2 separate regions of the Sus scrofa genome follow, and region 1 is linked to region 2. Evidence: chromatin contacts called from public HiChIP or PLAC-seq data. All regions are on one chromosome and are shown on one strand. Each heading gives the region's core, a stretch centred on a gene start, on an enhancer-like site or on the middle of the called end of the contact. The rest is flanking DNA. Distances are from core to core; before and after follow the strand shown.

The links. HiChIP or PLAC-seq counts read pairs in DNA pulled down with a chosen protein or histone mark.
Region 1: a contact with region 2 is called in an H3K27ac HiChIP or PLAC-seq map of skeletal muscle. The contact joins the promoter of TPPP here to the promoter of LOC110257285 in region 2. A contact is called at or near these places in 13 of 47 Hi-C or Micro-C datasets (epiblast stem cells, fetal liver, heart right ventricle and 6 more) and 2 of 2 datasets of contacts at active chromatin or transcription factors (alveolar macrophages and skeletal muscle).

Annotation. Positions count from the first base shown.
Region 1 is chr16:79,531,297-79,536,393 of Sscrofa11.1, reverse strand. TPPP (tubulin polymerization promoting protein) reads right to left here and starts at 1,290. Exons shown (of 4, transcript NM_001123206.1): 1 at 1,273-1,290.
Region 2 is chr16:79,497,954-79,503,002 of Sscrofa11.1, reverse strand. It overlaps LOC110257285, which reads right to left and starts at 1,493. Exons shown (of 13, transcript XM_021076900.1): 1 at 1-1,493. The coding sequence starts at 71.

The sequences.
Region 1 (5,097 bases), core at 41-2,540, 34 kb before region 2:
GTGCTGGGAACAGGGGCTGGTACCAGAGATGGGAGCCCAGCTAAAGGCACTGCAAGGCGTCTGTCTCACTGCTGCCCCCCATTTCCTGCCTGTTCCAAGCCTCCCCTCTCCAGCCCCACTGCTCCGTCCGGATGCCGTCCCAGTGCCCTGTAGTTCAGGTCAGGGTTTACTGACCCCTCCTAAGCGTCAGGGGCTGGTCTAGGCTCTGGGGAGCGCCACCCCCCACCCCCCCAGTTCACCGTGCCTGAGACTGGCCGTGGGGAGTCCTGGAGGCAGCAGTGGGGGCCGTGGGAGCTAGGTCCTTTCGCCCGCCTCCCCCAGGGACCATGCACGTATCCCATAAATGTCAGCAGAATCAGCCAATAAACACACGGATGGATGACAGCATAGCCAGCTTATCCTAAAAGGTGTCTCATCTTCAGAGAACCCCAAACGCCTATCAAAACAGCAGTCACAGGCAGGGTAGCCGAATGAGTTCACTTCTCACCCATTTCAAGGCTTCATTTACATAACTGAAACCGCAGAATAAAGAGTTTCCCTAGATCCTCCTTCGAAGGCGGGGTTAGGTGTGTGGAAAAAAATAAATTGGCAGCCAACCTCTTTATCTTGATTGCCGGTTCCGTGCCCACATGCGATAAGAAAACATAACACCCCTCGGGGGAAGCTTCTGGATTTGCAAACTGTAGGCCTGACACTCTCACCTGCACCGGCAATGGCGCCGGAGCCCTCGCCAAATGATCACGCGCATTCTGGGCCCGTGGACACAAATGGCCCTCCGTGGCCCTGGATCTCCTAAAATCCATGCTCTATGACAATGGCTTCATTTCAGACCCTCTAAGCCCGCGTTTCCCGCCGTCTCGCCTGCAGCCGACACGCCAGGCCTGGGCATGTGAACGTGTTCATACAGCTGGACACGGAGAGGGAAGGGGCTGGAAGGGCAGTCCTCTGTCGCCTTACGCACGGACGCAAAGAAAGGCGAAAGCGCCTTATTTAGGGCCCAATTATAAACCTGCCCTCTGCATCGCGCGCTGTCTCAGCTCGCTCCCAGCGCGTCCCCAGACCCACGCCCCGACGCGGCTGCAGGATTCCGAGCTCCGCGCGGATAGCTGGCAGCCCCAGGGCGCCCGGCGCACGGACGCGCGGAGCCTCGGGAAAGGGGCGCGGGCCGGCGCCGGGAATGAGTGGTGTGCCCGGCTTGCGGGCGCAGGTGGCCGGAGAAGCAGGGGGCCCTGTGCACCGCGCCTCAGGACGGAGCGGCCCGCGGCCACTTACCTCGGCGATGCGGCGACTGCAGCAGCGGCGCCTCCGCGACTCTCCCGCGCGCGACCGGGCGCCCGGCCTGCTCTCGCGGCACCGCCCCCGGCCCCGCCCCCGCCCCCGCCCCCGCCCTCCGGCCCCGCCTTCCGGCCCGCCCCCGGCTCCCCCTTCCACGCACGTCCTTCCCCACGCCCTACCCGCCCCGCGCTCTCATTGGAGGAGCCCCCTCGGGCCCCCACCCCCGGCTCCACTGACCGGTCCTCACTGGCTCTCACGGCCCCCAGCCCAGGCCCCGCCCCCCAGGCCCGCCCCCCAGGCCCGCCCCTAGCGCTCTCGGCGGCTCCGCCCCCGCCCCCCTCTCGGGACGCCTGCTCGCCGAGGTCGTTTGAGCGCAGCGTCTGCCTTACAAGGCGGATCGGCTCGTGCCCTCCGGGCCACACAGCTCCGCGGGGCGGGGGCAGTGCCTATGCGGCCCCAGCATGCCCTCCCGGACCGTGGACGCGGGAGGACGGATGGGTCTGCGGACAGGCCTGAGTGGGGCGGCCAGGTGCTGGCCTCTTCACAGAGATGCTCGGGCCAACGAGGGGGTCCGCGGTGGCGAGGCTCAGACCCCACGGAGGGGGCGCAGGGTGGGACGGAGTGGGGCCGATGCGCGAGAGTTTGGGGAACAGCAGGACTGTGAGGCGAGCGCCTGGGTGGTGTCGGCCGGTGTCGGGGAAGAGAATCCGTGCCGGGCACCGGAGGCTGTGCAGCCGCGCCTCCTTCCGGGGCGCAAGCGGGAGCTGCGTCCCCATCTGGGTCCCCCGCACCAGCTGGAGGCCTGCCATCTTCCCAAGGACGACGTGTACCCCTGCAGGTTACCTGTGTGAAGGGTGCAGTTCTCAAGGGCTCTTTCCCCCGGCTCCTCCTCGCCTCCTGTACCCTCCCCACCGGCCGCCCCTGCACTCTCAGGATGCCCGGCTTCGGGGAAAAGGGTGGTCTTTAGGTCACTTACAGCTCCACTGCCCTGACCCGGAGCTGGCCAAGGATCTGAGCTCGTCTCCTGGCTGCAAAGCCCCCAGACCTTACACACACACAGACACGCACACTCTACGGCCCATCTAGCTGCAGACCCCCACTCTCCCAGATGCAGAACTAAACCCCCAAACATACATTCAGCCTCTGTGCTCCACCCCGCCTGCAGGGACCCCACGTCCCAAGCCCAGGCTCTGCTCTGCTCTCAGGTCTCTGAGTCACAAGCACCTGCAGCAGCTTCTGACCTAACCTGGGATGCCGTTCAGGCCAGGCAGCCCGGCAAAGGCAGCAGAGGAAGCTGAGGTGCTGCTGTCCAACAGACCGCCAGCCCGGAGGATACCTGGGGAGCCAGGGGCAGGCTGAGCCCCTATCCCCACCGTGGTCCTGGGTCCCAGTGCCTTCCTCTCAACTCCTCTGGTTGCTACTTCTGCTCAACACCAGGTGAAGATGGGCTTCTAATTATCGTTGCCCTGAAAAATCCCATACTCCAGAGACCAGGCAAATCCAAACTCGTGGCGTTGGAAGAACAGGGAAAACGTGAGATCGCCCTGTGGCCAGCTCCTCATGACCCTGACTCTTCAGGTTGAAGCTGGCTGCACCTTCTCGGACCCACAGAGCCCCCAGCGCTGCTGAAGCCGCTGTTAACGATGTGCAGGAAACAATGAAAAACTCCACTCAGTGTTATGTTCCAATCATCGTATTAGCCAAATGGCGACTCTGTTAGTGCATTTTTCCGAACCTGTGCAGGGGCTGTGAGGTGGACCTGGTGATTCTGCCAAGGGTAGAATTGCGCTGGGAGGTGGGCGCCAGGCCTCCGAAGCCGAAACGGTCCAGGACCGGAGTCAGGGGAAGTCCGGCCAGACCTGGCGAGCAGTGGGCCGGCTCCTGGCACACCTGCGCCAGGCAGGAAGGGTGGAGCCACAGCCCTCCGAGGCCCCGCCCCACGGTCCAGACCACCGGAAGCCAGCATGGTGGCCGCTGTCCCTCTCTTGAGGCTGGTTGTCTGCTGATGAACTTGAGCTTTGGTCCTTGGGAGGCGGGCCCTTTCACAGCATAGGGTCAGGTCCGGCCACACTCGGAAAAGCGCCAGAAATAGTGGCATCGGCTCTTACCAGACTGGAAGGGTCGCCTTGCCGTGGGATGGCAGGTTACATCCCGGTTTGCGGGCAGAAGACCCTTCTCCGCCGTGGCTGCCCTTCTGGAGCCCCTTTTGTGGGGGTGACTCTGCACCCTGGTCCTTGGTCCCTGACACGACCTGGACCGTCTCCGTCCACCCTCCAGGTGGGAAAGCCCAGCTCGCGGTTGGCGGGTGCACGGCAGCCACATGGAGACTGGCCTGTGAGCACTGGTAGGACCCTGTGCTTGTTTCTCAGGGTCACAGGAAAAGAACCGCCAGGCCCCGGCAGCCTAAACAGCAGAGACGCTCACAGTCCCAGCGAAAGAGCCAAAGAAGTCCAAAGCCATGGTGGTGACAGGCGTGCTCCCTCAAAAGGCTCCGGTGACCCTGCCTGCCTCCCCCAGCCGGGGGGCCCAGGCGCCCCTGGGCTCGAGGCCTCACAGCTCCAGCCTCGGCCTTTGTCCTCACGTGGCCTTCTCCCACGTCCGCTTTCTCCCCGTGTCTCTGCAAGGGCACACTTGCTGGATTTAGGGCCCATGTGGGGAATCCAGGCTGACCTCGGGTCGAGCCCCCAGTCCTTCGGTTCCCCAGGGACTGATATGGGGTCTTTTCCTGGCTCCCCCAGGAGTCCCACAGCCCGCCAGGAGACGTCCCTGGGCACAGTCCTGTCTCCCCCCAGCCGTGCCTGGCCGTCTCGGGCTCTGGACCCTGGGTCCCTGCCCCCAGGACCACCCAGGAGGCAGAGGGCATCTGTGGGCAGGAAGGGGTGGGAGGCTCAGGCCAGGCCTAACTCCACCTACCAGGCTTCACACATTCCTTATTTTAAAACTGAAGCGTGTCCTCCTGTTAAAATGCCCCCTTGACCACACGTGCTCAGAGGCCTGGATGGCTTGCGTCCTTGTCCACGCAGGCTTCGCCGTCATGGGAGCTGCTTGTGGGCCAGGCAGACATGCACTCAGGCAGCAGCGGGGACACCCACAGGCCCATCCATCTCCCCGGAGGAGGGGGCCTGTAGGACTCATGCTCCGTGGCCCCAAGTGAGGCTCCTTCTCCAGCTCAAAGGGAGGGCAGGTCACGCCTCCAGGTCACGCTGCTCAACTAGGGAAGAGTCACCCTTCATGGACGACGAGATGCATTGAAGCCAAAATAATTCCGTGCAGCTGACAAAGAGGAACGCCCTCTGCCCAGCCAGGCTCTGCCCTCGCCACCACCCAGCACGGCCGCCACCAGCACTCAGCGCCCGCTCTGTGGGCCCACACTGTGCCCTGCTCTGTCCCTCCTGGGGTGAGCTCAGGGCCGCCTGCACCGTGCGTGGGATCCAATCGGAACAAAAACGCGGGCCTCCTTCAAGAAGATGGAAACTCGGGGCCGCGGCAACAGAGCGTTGGACCAGCTGGGGACCCTCCTGGGGGTCCCGGGCATGAACAGCCCTCATCGCTGTCCTGCGCCTCAGGTCCTGCTCCTGGACTCAGAGAGGTTGGGTAGCTGACCCAAGGACACACAGCTGGCGTGGGGTGGGGCTGGTGCCCGCCACGGCCTGCGCTTGATGCTCGCCTCGCAAGCCTGCGTTTTCAGCTCATCGATTTATCCCTGCAGTCACAATCACGGGCATAAAGTCCTGGTGAGAAAGCCAGAGGGGTTCCCACTGTGGAACTGTGAGTTAAGGATCCGGCATTGTCACCACAGCAGCTTGGGTTGCTGCTGTGGCG
Region 2 (5,049 bases), core at 244-2,743:
TTGGTCTCACACAGATGGCAATACAGGTCCTGGATGACATGAGCGTGTTTGGACCTGTCAAACACAGGCATAGGCTCCAAATAGTTCTTCTGATGCACGCTTTTCTCGGCCGGATTGATGGAAACTGCGATGATGTGGACCACGAGGTGGAAGAGAAAGATGCTACCGGTGACCTGGAGGGGGCTCGTCAAGGAGCAACTCGGCCCGCTCCGCACGGTGCGGGGCGCTCGCCCCAAGATGCCCTGGGCCACCGGGCGGCCGCAGGAGCCCACGCCTGGTGGGCGGCAGGGAGCTGGTCAGCCCCTCCCGTACCCGCCTCCCGCAGAGGCTGCCCGAGTCCTTCGCCCTCCAGGACTGGAGGCTGCGCCCTGTGACCCAGAGGGACAGATGCGCTTGCACCTGTGGGCACCAAGCCCGGCCCTGGAGGCGGTCGTGGGGGTCGTCAGGGCGGGGGGCAGCGCCCAGCACACAGGTCGGGTCACCAAGGAAAGGGGGGGAGGGCTCAAACACAGGCCAGGAAGCCGGGGCCAGCCCAGTAGGTCTCTCTGTCTCTCTGTTTCCCTTTGGGTCTCTCCCTCTCTGTCTCTGTCTCTGTCTGCTCTGTCTCTCCCCTCCCCCAGGGAAAGACACCCCAGGCTCCCACCCCCTCCAGGACTCCCAGGGTAAAATCGAGCCCGCAGATCCTCCAGCCTCCTCTCCAGGGACCAACACACCATCCCCATGGAAACCAAACAGAAGGGGCGGAAGCACGGGCCTGGCCTCCCCAGGAGCCCTGCCCTGCTTCCCAGGACGGTTCTGAGCCAGGAAGGTTCAGGGCTTACAGGCCCGGCTCCTGTGAGAGCGGCCTGGGCGTGGCGGGGGTGTGCCTCCTACTGCTGCCCGCGGGTGTCCTGGCGAAGCCGCGGTTCACAGGCTCTGCTGTGACTCCGCAGAGGCCCAGGGCGGTGCGGGCTCTGGGCAGTGAGGCCTCCCAGGCTGCACTGCTGTCAGGGTCCGGGGTCTGCCCGCCCCACCCTCTGGGGCTTGCGCTTGCAGGCGTGGTCCAGCCTGGATAAGGGCCCAGAGGAAGCTTCCATGGCGCTCAACAAGGCTCGGTGGGGGCTGGTTTGGCCAACACTGCTCGGCCCTTCCTTGTCCTCTGGCCTCGGGTGCAGGCCCAGGGCCCTGGGTGCTGGGCGAGGGCGTGTAGGTATCAGAGGCTGGGGGGCAGAGACCGCCGTGAAGGCAAGAGTGAGCTGGGGCTCAGAGGGCTGGGCCAGGGGAGGGCGGGCGCAAAGCCAGAAGAACAGGGAGATGGCTGCTGGGGACCAGCCAGGCCCGGGCACCTACAGAGGGGACGGGACTCGGCAGAGAGGGCCAGGTGAAGACGTGGCGATGCTGAGGCCCTTCCTGCCACCGCAGGCCCCTGCAGGCCGCCCCTGCTGTTAACAGATGAGCCATGCTCCCGTGGTCAGTGGCCAGCCTACACTGTCACAGCTGGTGACACCAGCACATTCCAGTACGCTGGTCCCTACACCCACTTCCTGAAGCCTGAGGCATGGCCGGATGCACAGCACTGTTTGTGTGGTTACCGGGGCAACGGGAGTGAGTCCTGCGCAGGAGGCCGGCGATGGCAGCAGGGGACAGATGTGACAGGAGGTGGCACTGCAGCCCAGGTGCCGCCCCTCCTCTGTGGAGCTCAGCGGGATGGTTCTCATCACACACTGTGGGCAGGGCCAGCGGGCCAGATGGGAGGCTGGAGCTGAGTGCTCTGTCCCTGCGTCCACCCTCAGCTCCCCCCAAGGCCACCGCCAGGGAGAAAGTGGGGACAGCAGCCCACTAGCGACTCCCGTCTCACAGCGGGGGCACCTGAGCACTCGACCAGAGCCTGAGAGGCCAGCCCTGTGGCGCCTCGACTGAGTTCCTGGGCTGTCCGAACCTGCAGGTGTCCCTGGCAGGTGTTCCCAGGCCTGGCATCTGGGACCCCAGGACCTCAGGGCAGCCTTCCACCTGGACCCAGTGGACAAAGCCGCCCGGCCCCTTAGACATAAAGTGTCCGCTACGGGCACACGCATGAGCATGCCTGCTGGCACGCATGGAGGACTGGCCAGGTCACCCTGGCCACTGCGGGCAACAGCGGCTGCATTTGCTTAAGACGAGCTGGCCGTTCCTGCCATTGGTCACGCATTCTGTGGCCGCCATTGAGCCCCCAGAATAGAAAGTGCCCCAGGATGGGTGTCCCATCCTCGGGCTGCTGGCTTTCACTTTCGATGTAATTCTATCTTAGGAGAGTCTTAGGTTCAAGTTAATAATAAAAAGAACGGGGTTCCTGGTCTCACTTCCACTACAAAGCAGGACATGCCGAGGTCCCCTAGCAACTATCTTTGTTCGGTAAACAAACAGCGCTGGCGCCAGCCCTCGCCACGCCTGTCACTGCTGCCTCGGGTCGGTCGTCCTGCGGCAGGCGGCCAGGGGCAAGCCCCGCCCCCGCTGCCCCGCCCCCCGAGCTGCCCCGCCCCCCCCAGCCCCTGCCGCTGCCAAGTTCCTCGTGCTCAGACCCAACGCGGGATCCAGACCCTCCAGCCAGCGGAGGGCGGCCAGACTCCTGCGCGGTGACCTGGTGACCCTGGTCCTCAGCCCTGACCTTGGCCCCTGCCCTTCCCTGGGCCTGGGCTGCAGGCACCTCCCGCTCCTGGATCCCTGCAGGCACTGAATGACGCTGGCGCCCCCCAGCGGCCAGAGCAGAGCGCCCACGTGCAGCTGTGTAGCGCCTGAGGGATGCCCCTGGGGTTGGGGCGACAGGCAGGTCCCCAAGACAGTCTGAGCTCTGCACAGCCCGGGCCACACTCCTGCTCTCTCCACTTGGGACAGGCAGGGAGGCTCGCACAGACTTGGTCCTTCCTGGTCCTGCCGCCTCCCTCACTCCGCAAACCCGGGCGCTCTCCACCCAACCAGAGACGCCAGGCGGCCAGCGGAGAGGCAGGCGGCGGAGCCCATGTCCTCACCAAGGAGGGCTTGACACAGGCACAAACACCCCCTTTTAGAAACTGGTTCTGCTGCCCACTTTGCAGTCAGCCTGCCCACGGGCTCTAACACGCACGACCCTTGATGTGGGGCCCCACGTCACCCAGACGCCCACCCTGACAGATACCCCCGGGACGGAGCAGAGCACCCCGGGGTCACAAAGGTCACAGTCTCTCGGGGAAGGGGCGCGGTGGGGAGCAGCGCTGCATGCCCCGGCCTGGGGGAGCATGGAGCGCCTCAAGCCTCTCCCCACTGAGGCTCGGCCCTCCCCTCGGCACCACAGAGCGGCTGCTCGGCTGTGGCCTGGAAAGGCCTCCGCCCTGGGTCACAGCTCCTCCCCGCCTCCTGGGGCCTCTGTCCACCCCGGGCCCCTCACACCCCTGCCGCCAGCCAGGCTCGCATCTCCCGCACCGGCTCTGGCGGGTGCCGGTGGCAGAGACCCCGAGTCGGCGGTGGCACGGAGGCCGGAGGTGGGGTTTCAGGCGCTGTGACAACGGGGTGCTGGCGTGAGACGTGGAAGCCCCTGTGCACCTCGCCAACAGCGGCGCCCCGGTGAAAGGATACCCCATAGGCAGTGTATCTCCAGTAAGGTGGCATTAGCGGAATGAATATCCCAAAGTTGGTGGAGGTCAGTACGAGGAACACGACCCAGCACGCAACCTGGAACTTGTGGAGGGGCTTCGACCAGCCGTTAACCCGGGACATGCGAGGCGGCACCACCATCTTCTCCTCGGTGGGCTGCGCTTCCGGAAGCACCTGCCTCGCGCTCTTGGCACAGAGACCCATCTGCAAAACACGGGGGGCACGGGGGCCGTGGGCTCCTGCCCGCCACCTGCCTGGCCTGGGGGACGCCGGGGGCGGACCCGAGCCCAGCAAGGCCCGGCCCCGAGATGTCACGGCTGGGGGGCGGGGGCAGGCCGAGGGACCCGAAGGGTACCCCTGTGCAGGCCGCGCCCCACCCCTCATGGCCAGGGACCAGCCCCAGGACGAGGGCAGGGGCTGGTTTATGAAAACACATGACTCAGTGGGAGGGCCACCGGGGGCAGGGGGAGAACCCCCACCAGAAAGAGGCCTCATCCTGGGCTGGGGGGTGGGCAGGAGAGCCGGAGCTGGCGGAGGATGTGACCCTCTCATCCAGCCGAAACCCCGCAAGTTCCCCGAGACAGGAGAGAGACCACGCTGCCCCGAGTCCTGTGATGTCCCTTCCACAGGGATGGGGCCTCCGAGGGTCCAGGAGCTGCCCAGTCGCAGGGGCTGGGAGGGAACCGTGACCCTTCCGCCGTCAGGTGGGCAGGGGCACCCAGAAAGGGAGGGTGTGGTGTCGTCTGGGGTGGCGGCAGGGGGAGGACTCTTTCGAAAACTTTGCCCCGTCGGGCCCTGAGCAGAGCCCTTGTCTCTTCAGAGAGAAACGCAGGGAAAACGCAGCTATCTAAACGTGCGGCTTCGGGAAGAGCACAATGTCGACAGCTACTCTGGGTAGAAGGATGCCGTCTCGGTGAGCTGTGAGTTCCCTCGGGAGAGGTCCTGGGAGCAGACTTCAGCTGCTTGTGGGTTCTCTGGCTGTGACACGGGGTGCCACCTGCACATGGGGCCACCGCGGCCGAGTTTACCTGGGTTACATGAGCGTCTGAAAGCACATCTGTAAACAAGACCGAGGCCCCGGGGAGAAGAACCCGGAAAACCGGACTTGGTAATGAAACATGATTCCCAAATAAAACCACGCAGATGGAAGGGCAGTGGGACAGAGAGCATCTCTTGCCCAAATCCGAAATCCAGTGGCCTGGGGGGCGGGGGGAGGGCCGCATCACGGGATTGTCCAGGTCTTGGAACTGAGAGTGGGGATGTGACGTCTACGAGAGTAAATTTAAGTGACACAGACAGAAAAGCTGGAGATCCCACGCAATGTTGATCTGCTGGGATCCGCAGAAGAGGGAAATGGAGAGGGTGGAGGAGAAGAAAAAAAACGGGCGGCACGTCTCTACCGCAGGAAGATCTAGGACTTGGGATCGGGATTATACTCCAAGAACCAGAGAGTGAACAAAGAGA